Regions from separate parts of the Sus scrofa genome. Here regions 1 and 3 are each linked to region 2. The links are chromatin contacts, called in public HiChIP or PLAC-seq maps. All regions are on one chromosome and are shown on one strand. Each heading gives the region's core, a stretch centred on a gene start, on an enhancer-like site or on the middle of the called end of the contact. The rest is flanking DNA. Distances are from core to core; before and after follow the strand shown.

The links. HiChIP or PLAC-seq counts read pairs in DNA pulled down with a chosen protein or histone mark.
Region 1: a contact with region 2 is called in an H3K27ac HiChIP or PLAC-seq map of alveolar macrophages. The contact joins two enhancer-like sites. A contact is called at or near these places in 1 of 47 Hi-C or Micro-C datasets (embryonic fibroblasts) and 1 of 2 datasets of contacts at active chromatin or transcription factors (alveolar macrophages).
Region 3: an H3K27ac HiChIP or PLAC-seq map of alveolar macrophages shows a contact between it and region 2. The contact joins two enhancer-like sites. A contact is called at or near these places in 1 of 47 Hi-C or Micro-C datasets (epiblast stem cells) and 1 of 2 datasets of contacts at active chromatin or transcription factors (alveolar macrophages).

The regions. Positions count from the first base shown.
Region 1 is chr7:11,160,668-11,163,474 of Sscrofa11.1, forward strand. No RefSeq gene overlaps it. Among named protein-coding and RNA genes, the nearest start is that of JARID2, 200 kb to the right of the region's middle. Within about 2 kb of position 1,319, at least 10 of the 83 cell types and tissues checked have an H3K27ac peak or open chromatin away from gene starts, as enhancers often do. A contact at or near this core is called in alveolar macrophages, where this site is marked.
Region 2 is chr7:11,324,039-11,326,738 of Sscrofa11.1, forward strand. No RefSeq gene overlaps it. Among named protein-coding and RNA genes, the nearest start is that of JARID2, 33 kb to the right of the region's middle. Within about 2 kb of position 1,428, at least 4 of the 83 cell types and tissues checked have an H3K27ac peak or open chromatin away from gene starts, as enhancers often do. A contact at or near this core is called in alveolar macrophages, where this site is marked.
Region 3 is chr7:11,574,596-11,577,295 of Sscrofa11.1, forward strand. The region is part of intron 7 of JARID2 (protein Jumonji); the gene reads left to right. Among named protein-coding and RNA genes, the nearest start is that of DTNBP1, 140 kb to the right of the region's middle. Within about 2 kb of position 1,441, at least 10 of the 83 cell types and tissues checked have an H3K27ac peak or open chromatin away from gene starts, as enhancers often do. A contact at or near this core is called in alveolar macrophages, where this site is marked.

The DNA of each region.
Region 1 (2,807 bases), core at 69-2,568, 160 kb before region 2:
TGTGTGAGACACCTTTGTAGGTGCAAGAGCTACAGCAATGACCAGAATAAAGACAGAGCCCTTCTGGAGCTTATATTCCAGTGGGAGGAACAGACACAAAACAAATCAAGATGCCATAGGATGTAAATGCTTAGAGAAAACAAGTTGGGGGTGGGGGTAGATGAACATCTGGGGGCAGGAAGTGGGGGGCAGGTTAATACGGAATGATCTGGGAAGAAGGCCTCACTGAGGAGGTGACCCAAATTTCCAGACTTCATTCTTATTTTTTCAAGCTTGTATAACCACAGCCCTTTTGTTCCGTGTTTTTGTTTTTTTTTTAATTTTAGCATTTGGAGCAAAGTGTTGGCAGAACAGTGGTTACACTGTAGATTTTGACATCAGTCCTCTGCTGGTTTGTAAGTTACAGCTCCACCTCCTCCTTCCTGTGTGACTCTGAGCAAGGCCTTCAGTCTCTCTAGCCCTCGGGTTTCTCTGTCTGCAAAGAGGGGATAATAATAAATTCCCCCCAGGCTTGTTGTGAAGATAAAACGAGATCATGTATGCAAATTGCCTGACTTTTAGTGCACTAGCAGGAACAGGAGAGGCCAAGGTAAGGATCCTACATGGCAGCTCTTATTCGGAGCACACTGTCTGTTTAGGTTTGAATGCTGGGTATGCCAGGGCACTGCGGGGGAGTACTGGGGAGTCCCGGGAGTCCCTGCTCTCTGAGGGCTACTCCGGGGACACTCACTGATCTGCCTCTCTTGCCCCACACTTTGCCTTACTCTTCCCTGTAACCTAGGTGATCTATAAAGCCTCATGAAACTTAGGCAATGTCTTCAAATGTTTGCCTGTCTGGTATCACCATGCATCTTCGAGTGGACGGCATCTTATAATTGATTGACTCTTTTATAGTAGTATACTTCAAAAACAGTAATCCTAGACTCCATGGTGCTTAGCTGTGACATGTATAATGATTCAGAATAAACCACAGCCAGATGGTTACCCAGAGGTCCAGTCATTACGTCGGCATCAGGAATGAGCAGAACCAACAGAGCATGTCAGAATGAAGAAGCGGTACTGGAGCCAGGGTCTGTGAAATCCTCCCAGTTTTTTGCTAGAGGTGACACACAGTATGCCCAATCACAAAAGGTCCAAGTGGTACCAGAAACGTGGAGAAAGTTCCACTGATGGGATATAGCACCCTGCCAGAGACCTGGGCTTTGTATTCTAGCTACTCTTGAGTTTTAATGTTAAAAGCTTTTGAACCTACAGCCAAGTTCTAAAAATGGTATAACACACACCCACACGTTCCTCATTCAGATTCACCAATTGTTACCAGGGCGCACATTTGCTTCCTTCCTTATTTCCTCTCTCTGTCCCTCAGTCTCTCTCTTTCAGCCTCTCTCTTATATACATGCACCATTCTAATTACTTCTATTTTAAAATTTTATTTATTTTCAGCCGAGTCATTTAAGAATTTCTTGCAGACCTACCGCTACGTTTAAGACTGTGGGCTCCTTTCCATCGCAATCGTCTTGTCATCCTTAGTAATTATACCGCGGCGGGCACATAGTAGAAACTCAGCAAACCACGCGGTGAAGGAGCGAGTGCGCGCGTTCTCTGGCCGCTCAGCGCAGGCTCCGCTCCCCTCCTCGTCTCCGCCACTTGGCAGACGTGCCCTTTTCCAGTTGGGCTGCGGTCACATAGAGAAGACACTTTAACAAGATGACACAGAGAAAAAGGACCAGACCTTGGAAAGCCAGCCCTTACTCAGCGGAGGCAAGATATCACTGGAGTCACAGCCCATCCGGAATCACGGCGGGTTTTATCTGCAAAGAGCTACCTGGGGGCACAACTTAGAATAGATTTACAAGGAGATCCTGCTGAATAGCATTGAGAACTATGTCTAGATACTCATGTTGCAACAGAACAAAGGGTGGGGGGAAAAATGTAATTGTAATGTATACATGTAAGGATAACCTGACCCCCTTGCTGTACAGTGGGAAAATAAAATAAATAAAGAAAGAAAGAAAGAAGGAAAAAAAAAAAAAAAAAAAAGAGCTACCTGGGGGGACCGGGAGCCGCAGGAAGGGAGACTGCGGGCCCTGCGAGCCTCCATGCCTTCTAGGAAATAGGAACCTTGTGTCGGGCAGCAGGCGGTGAGAGCTGGGGCGGGTCGTAAACCCTTCTTTAAGAATAAGAGTCCACTCGTTTCCTTCCTGGCTTGAGGGAAGCCCTCGCTCTTGCCTCTCTGGCTGGGTGACGGAGGAAGGAAAATAGCTTCTCTCCACAGGAGGTGAATGTCTTTCACTGTAAAGTCTCAAACATCCTGGGGTCAGGGTCTGCCTGTGTCAAATGGGGCTTCTTATTGATTAAGAGAAGCGGAAGGGAGAAGCAAGGGGGTTTTTATTAAAGGCGACTTCAGTCTTGCATCGGCTTATTCTTCAAAGAATCACACTAGGGCTATCCATACAAATAAATCAGAACTATATGCATCAAATATCTCATAGCTCCTCAGGCACACCATGTGGATGTACGTATCTATGTAAGACGCAACTGCTTGTTTGAGCTAAACAAATATACTCTCCCAGCATGCTCTGAGCTGATAACCAAAATTCTCTCCTTACAGGCACAGAGGCTTCAAAGGACTTCTTAATACATTCTTTTCCATTTATTTTATTTTTGATTTATTTTTATGTTTATTTATTTACTTCAACTTTTTCAATAACTTGAAATGCATGAGCACTGCAAAAAAATTTTTTTCCAATAGTTCAAGCTGAAAGACCTCTTGATTTCTTCCAATTCCTCTGCCTTTGCTACAGGGT
Region 2 (2,700 bases), core at 178-2,677:
TAAGGGAGGCCTTCCAGTATGGAGACTCAATTAGGCTCATGATATAATAGTTCACGACTGTTGAAACCAGCAAGGTGATGATTTGAAGGCAAAGGGATCGAAGAATTTGGGAGCATAAAATATCCTTTGATGCTTTATAGCAAAAATTTGACAGATCTTCCAAGAAGTTCCTATAAGGAGCAACCAAACTCTCTGCCTAGGGACGTATCTCCTGGAAAAGTCAAGTCATGCCAATGGAGACAGAGGAAGAGTAAATTCACGTGAAGGTGGACAGTTCTGGGGGCGGAGGTTTCCTTCACTTCTGAGTCCTGGCTCTGTGTGGGGAGTAGGTGTCTTCCCTTCTTGTGTCTTGTTCTAGAGAGGGAGCCTGAGGATGGAGAGAAGTGGATGAGTTCTCGACATATTTGAGAGGCAGGAGATAGAGAACTTCCCTTTGGATCAGATTGTGAGATGTAGAGAAGAAACAATATCACCTAGAAATCTCACTAAGACGCTGAACGGTAGATGCCAAATCAGTTCAGGCTAGAGGCATAAATTTGGTTATCGGTATATGTAATTATTATTAGGCATTTTAACATACATTATATATTATATAAGGAAGTACAGAGAGTCACCTAGTGCGAGTTCCCTCCTCCCAGAGTTTGTTTATAATTAGAAAGATAAAAGAAGAGCGTCCAAGGACCAAAATCCTGGGTGTTTCTAAGCCTCAGAGGCCAGGTAATAAGTCTATTAATTCGGAAGGTATTTATTTGATGGCAAAGCACAAAAAATGCTACATGAGCATCTTAGACCGGGGTGCAGTCTTGTCACATCGTGGGAAGTCTGGAGCTGGGCAGCCCAAGGATGGTGCAGCTGATCACTTATACTTTTTATCTTCCTTCTCTGCTGTTTTTGCAAGTCGATCTCTGTCCTCAAGCTTGTGGCTTCATGGTCACAGATGGCAGGTGTACCTTTGGGCTCACAACCACAATTCAGATAGGAAGCAGGAGGGTTATGGGGCAAGTCCGCCTTTTTTATCGAGAAATGAAAGCTGTTCCCAAGGTAGTTTAGTGGTAACGAACCCGGCTAATGTCCATGAAGACGAGGGTTTGATCCCTGGCCTCATTCAGTGAGTTAAGGATCCAGAGTTTCCATGAGCTGGGGTGTAGGTCACAGACACGGCTCAGACCCCACATTGCTGTGGCTGTGGTACACCAGTAGGCTGGCAGCTACAGCTCTGATTTGACCCCCAGCCTGGGAACTTCCATATGCCTCAGGTGTGGCCCCAAAAATCAAAAAGAAAAAAAGAAAAGAAAAAAGAAAGAAATGAAAGCTGTCCTAGAAGCCTTTCTTTGGCCAGCTTCTTCATTGTCCAGAGCTATGACACACACCCTCTGGGCTCCAAGTGAATGCAAAAAGGGAAGTATTTTTAGCTGGGCACTTAGCTGCCCTGACTGGCACTGGGGTTTTATCGTCAGAAAGAAGGAAGGAATGGCTATGGCAGAAACAGCTAGTGATAGTACCACATGCAGAGAAAAAGAACCCCGGAAGGAGCCTTTCGGGGCAGGGGGAGGTCTAAGGAAAACGCTGAGATTGTGTGATGTCCCCAAACCAAAGGAAGACATTCTTCCAAGAAGGAGGGAAGAGCAAGTGGGTCACATAGTCCTAAATAATCTAAAAAGGGGAGGGGGAGGAACTTCCACAGCTCAGTGTTACCACAGCTGTGGCATTGGTCTCAACTGTTGCACAGGTTCGATCCCTGGCCCTGGAACTTATACATGATATGAGTGCAGAAAAAAAAAAAAGTAATAAATTTAAAATTTTTAGGGAGGGGGCAGTGGGTTTGGCAACATGGAGGTCATGGGGGGGGGATGAGAGCGGGTTCTGTGACAAGGTGGGCATGGAGCTTGGGGAACGTACCCTGAGGAGCGAATGGAATGTCAGCAAGCGGGGACGAATTTTGTTTTAGAAGTTTGGCCTTGAAAGGGGTAGTTGAAAGGAGAAAGAGGCGTAAAAGGGAAGGATTGTTAGGGTGAAAATTATTACCATCTATCTCACTAAACTGTCTCGAGGATACATCACATATTAATTCGCTTTAATATCTATTCTAAAACATTAAGCTTCAGAGCATCCTAAGCCCATTTCTTCCCAAAGTTGTACAGCATGATACATAGAACAGGGTTTGGAGTTTAAAAGAGTAAAGTTTGGTGTTCCCGTTGTGGCGCAGCAGAAACGAATCAGACTAGGAAACCTGAGGTCGAGGGTTCGATCCCTGGCCTCGCTCAGTGGGTTGGGGATCCGGCCTTGCCATGAGCTGTGGTGTAGGTCACCGACACAGCTTGGATCTGGTGTTGCTGTGGCTGTGGTGTAGGCCGGCAGCTGTAGCTCCGATTGGACCCCCTAGCCTGGGAACCTCCATACGCCATGGGTGCGGACCTAAAAAGCAAAAAAAAAAAAAAAAGAGTAAGGTTTGAAACCTAATTGTGCCTACCTGTGTGATCTTAAGCCAGTTGTTTAACCTCTCTGATTCTGTTTGCTCCCAAGTAGAATGGGGCAATCAGGATTACCTCCAAGCCATGAAATGATAGATGCATGCAAAGTACCCATCCTGGTGCCTGGCACGTGATGAGCCATCAATAAGTGGCAATTCTTTTTTTTTTTTTTTTTTTGTCTTTTGTCTTTTTTGTTGTTGTTGTTGCTATTTCTTGGGCCGCTCCCGCG
Region 3 (2,700 bases), core at 191-2,690, 250 kb after region 2:
CACCCTCTTTCTCAGTTCGACGTGTGAGGGTAGATTGAGAACCCCGCCCGTCTTAGTTGGTCCAAGCTCCCCCTCAGCCCCCGGCGCAGCCCCCACACCATTCAGGACGTGCCTTTGTGTCTGAGCCAGAGGAGCTTGCCCAGTTGGGTGTGTGAGCAGAGGGGGGCAGAAGGTCCCCTTGCCCTTGGATCGTTCTGTCCCACAGCTCCACAGCTCGCTCATGTGGCCCGTGTCACACGCAGACTCCTGTCATCTGAGGAACCACGGGAGCCTGGCTGGCTGTCTGGGTTCAGGTCTCGCAGGTGGGGTGTAACCATCCCCTCCTCCACCTGTCTGATCCACCTGGACAGGCTGGCTCAGGATGCCCAGCTCTTAACATTCCTGGGCCCCACTGTGCTTTTGGAGCCAGTGATGCCACCTCCTCTCCCAGGGATATGGTGAGACATGAAAGGATAATTTTGATGCCATCAAATCCCATTAGTTAAGTACTTTGGTGGGGGGGGGGAGGTCAGTAAAAGCCAATTGTAAGTTCCTTTGTGAAGGTCTGATGCAAGTGATCAGAACTGACCTTTCATCTTTTCAGCTGCAGAAAAGATGGAGGCCCAAAGAATACATGGATACGATGGATTTTTTTCTGTTGGCCTAAAAGAAAAGATGAGTGATTGTATGGAGTGGGGCTGGGGGCGCTGCTGCTGAGACGTGGCTTTGTCCTGCTTGGTCCGTGCACCGAGAACTTGCGCTTCATGCTAGGACAGTCCCTCCCGTGACTTCCCACGGTGCAGGGTGCGAGATCTTGTGAACGCCCAGGCCTCTGGGACTCAGAGCACGTGCACCCCTTGAGCGGGGCCTCAGCGGCCCCCCGGCCTTTATTCTGCCAAGGGCTCTCTCTGCCAGGTGACATGTGTGTGGCGCTGTCGGGAGTGGCTGCCCTGACGCGGCGTGGGTGTGCGGTAGGAGCCTTGCACGCAGCAGGAGACAGCTGAGAGCAGTGGAGCACCTGTTCTTACACCCGGGGAAGGTTTGCAGACACGAGGAGGGCAGTGCCTGGAAGTGAGAGGCCGGCTGAGCCCTGATGCGGACCGTTAGGCCACGCCCGACAGGTTCGCCTACCTGCTGTCCTCTTTAACTGAGGCTGAGCCGTGACGGGAAGAAGAAAATGACGGCTCGTGTGGGCTGTGGTACCGAGGGGAAGGCTCTCACAGGCACATGCATGGGGGTTGAGGAAAGTCCTGGACGAGTAAGAGGAAGAGAGGAGGTTTAGCTCTTCAGACCAAAGAATGAGGCGTATTCTGTAACCTTCTAGAAAATGAAACAGGAGTATCCAGAGAGAAACATGTGAGACTCTCCTGCCTAGAAGTTCAAGGTCTTGCTCCATCTGCTCTTCATCGGGTCACGTGGGGAGTTTGCCTTGTGCGTCGGTGGTGTGGTATTTGTGACTCAGTTTAGTGGCCTTCAGAGAGAGCACGTGTAGAGAGTTTCAGGGGCTCCGACCAGGACCTAGGTGTTCCTTTTGGAGAGCAGGGCTGAGCGTCAGCTTTGTGCCTCTGCTCACCAACTTCCATCTTGGACCTCTCTCTAGCCTGGGGGCTGTCAACCAGCAGGTGTGCCCTCCCCATCCACAACTCACTGCCTGTCCATTGGCTTCTATTGATTCAGGCTCTTTGGCACTGTCCCCAGCCAACAGTGTCTCTCTAGGGCTCCATAGCTTCTGCTTTGAAAGGATGGGCAGAGCCATCTGACTCAATGGCTCCCTCTAGTGGGAAATGGGAGCTTGATAGTTGAATTTCTGGTTGAACTGTGGGCAGCTTCCATGCCTAGGAGGGTTTGCTGTAAAGCCTGGTGGCCTATGTGCCTGGTGTAACCTGAGCTACAGGAGACGGGGTGGTGGTGGGCCAAGAACAAGCCGAAGACACCCCACTTCTTGCAGAGCCGGGTGACAGTTGTGGGGAGTGGGGCACAAAGTTACAATATTTATATACCTGAAGGTTTTTTAAATATCTTAAAGTAAAATATATTATGAGTAAAAATATTCATAAGGCCCAGGGTCAAGTTCAGGAATGGACAGTGAGAAAGAAAGTAAAGAATAATGATTTCTCTTTGTTAATGATTTTTCAAAACTTTTGAGTCTATTAAAAAATCCCTGAGTAAACTGAACTGAGAGGCAAATTCCCATTGTAAATAGTTCTTAAGAAGAAGGTCTTCCATTCAGAGTAGATTGGAATTGTGCACTCGTCTGACCAGCACATCCTAGATGGCTTGGGCTGAGACAGAATAAGAACAAGGAGAGCCAGAGCACAGACAACACAAGCGCTCCCTTATTGGGTGACGGGGTGTCTGTGGCTGTCCCATGGATGTTGAGACAGAGGGGAGGCAAAGGACAGGAGGAGGTGCCCGCTTCTGTGGATGTAATTGTCATTGAGAAATCCATACCGGAGCCGAGAGGGCGCAGTTGGAGGAGCAGGGGAGGGCTCTGCGTGGGCCTCCTGCCTCCTTTGTTGGTGTCCATCCTCCAGTGAACTGCAGTCGTCCTCCTCCCGTGCTCAGTGTCAGCATTTCCTTAGGACGCGCGGCAGACCAGGCCCCGTGGCTGAGTGACCTGGGCGTGTGTTGAGGTGAAACCTAGTGTTTGGTCCTCCTCTGCGAGGCAGTGGTTCGGGGAGATGCTCGGTGGGAAGATGAAACCGTGCCTTCCTCCACTCC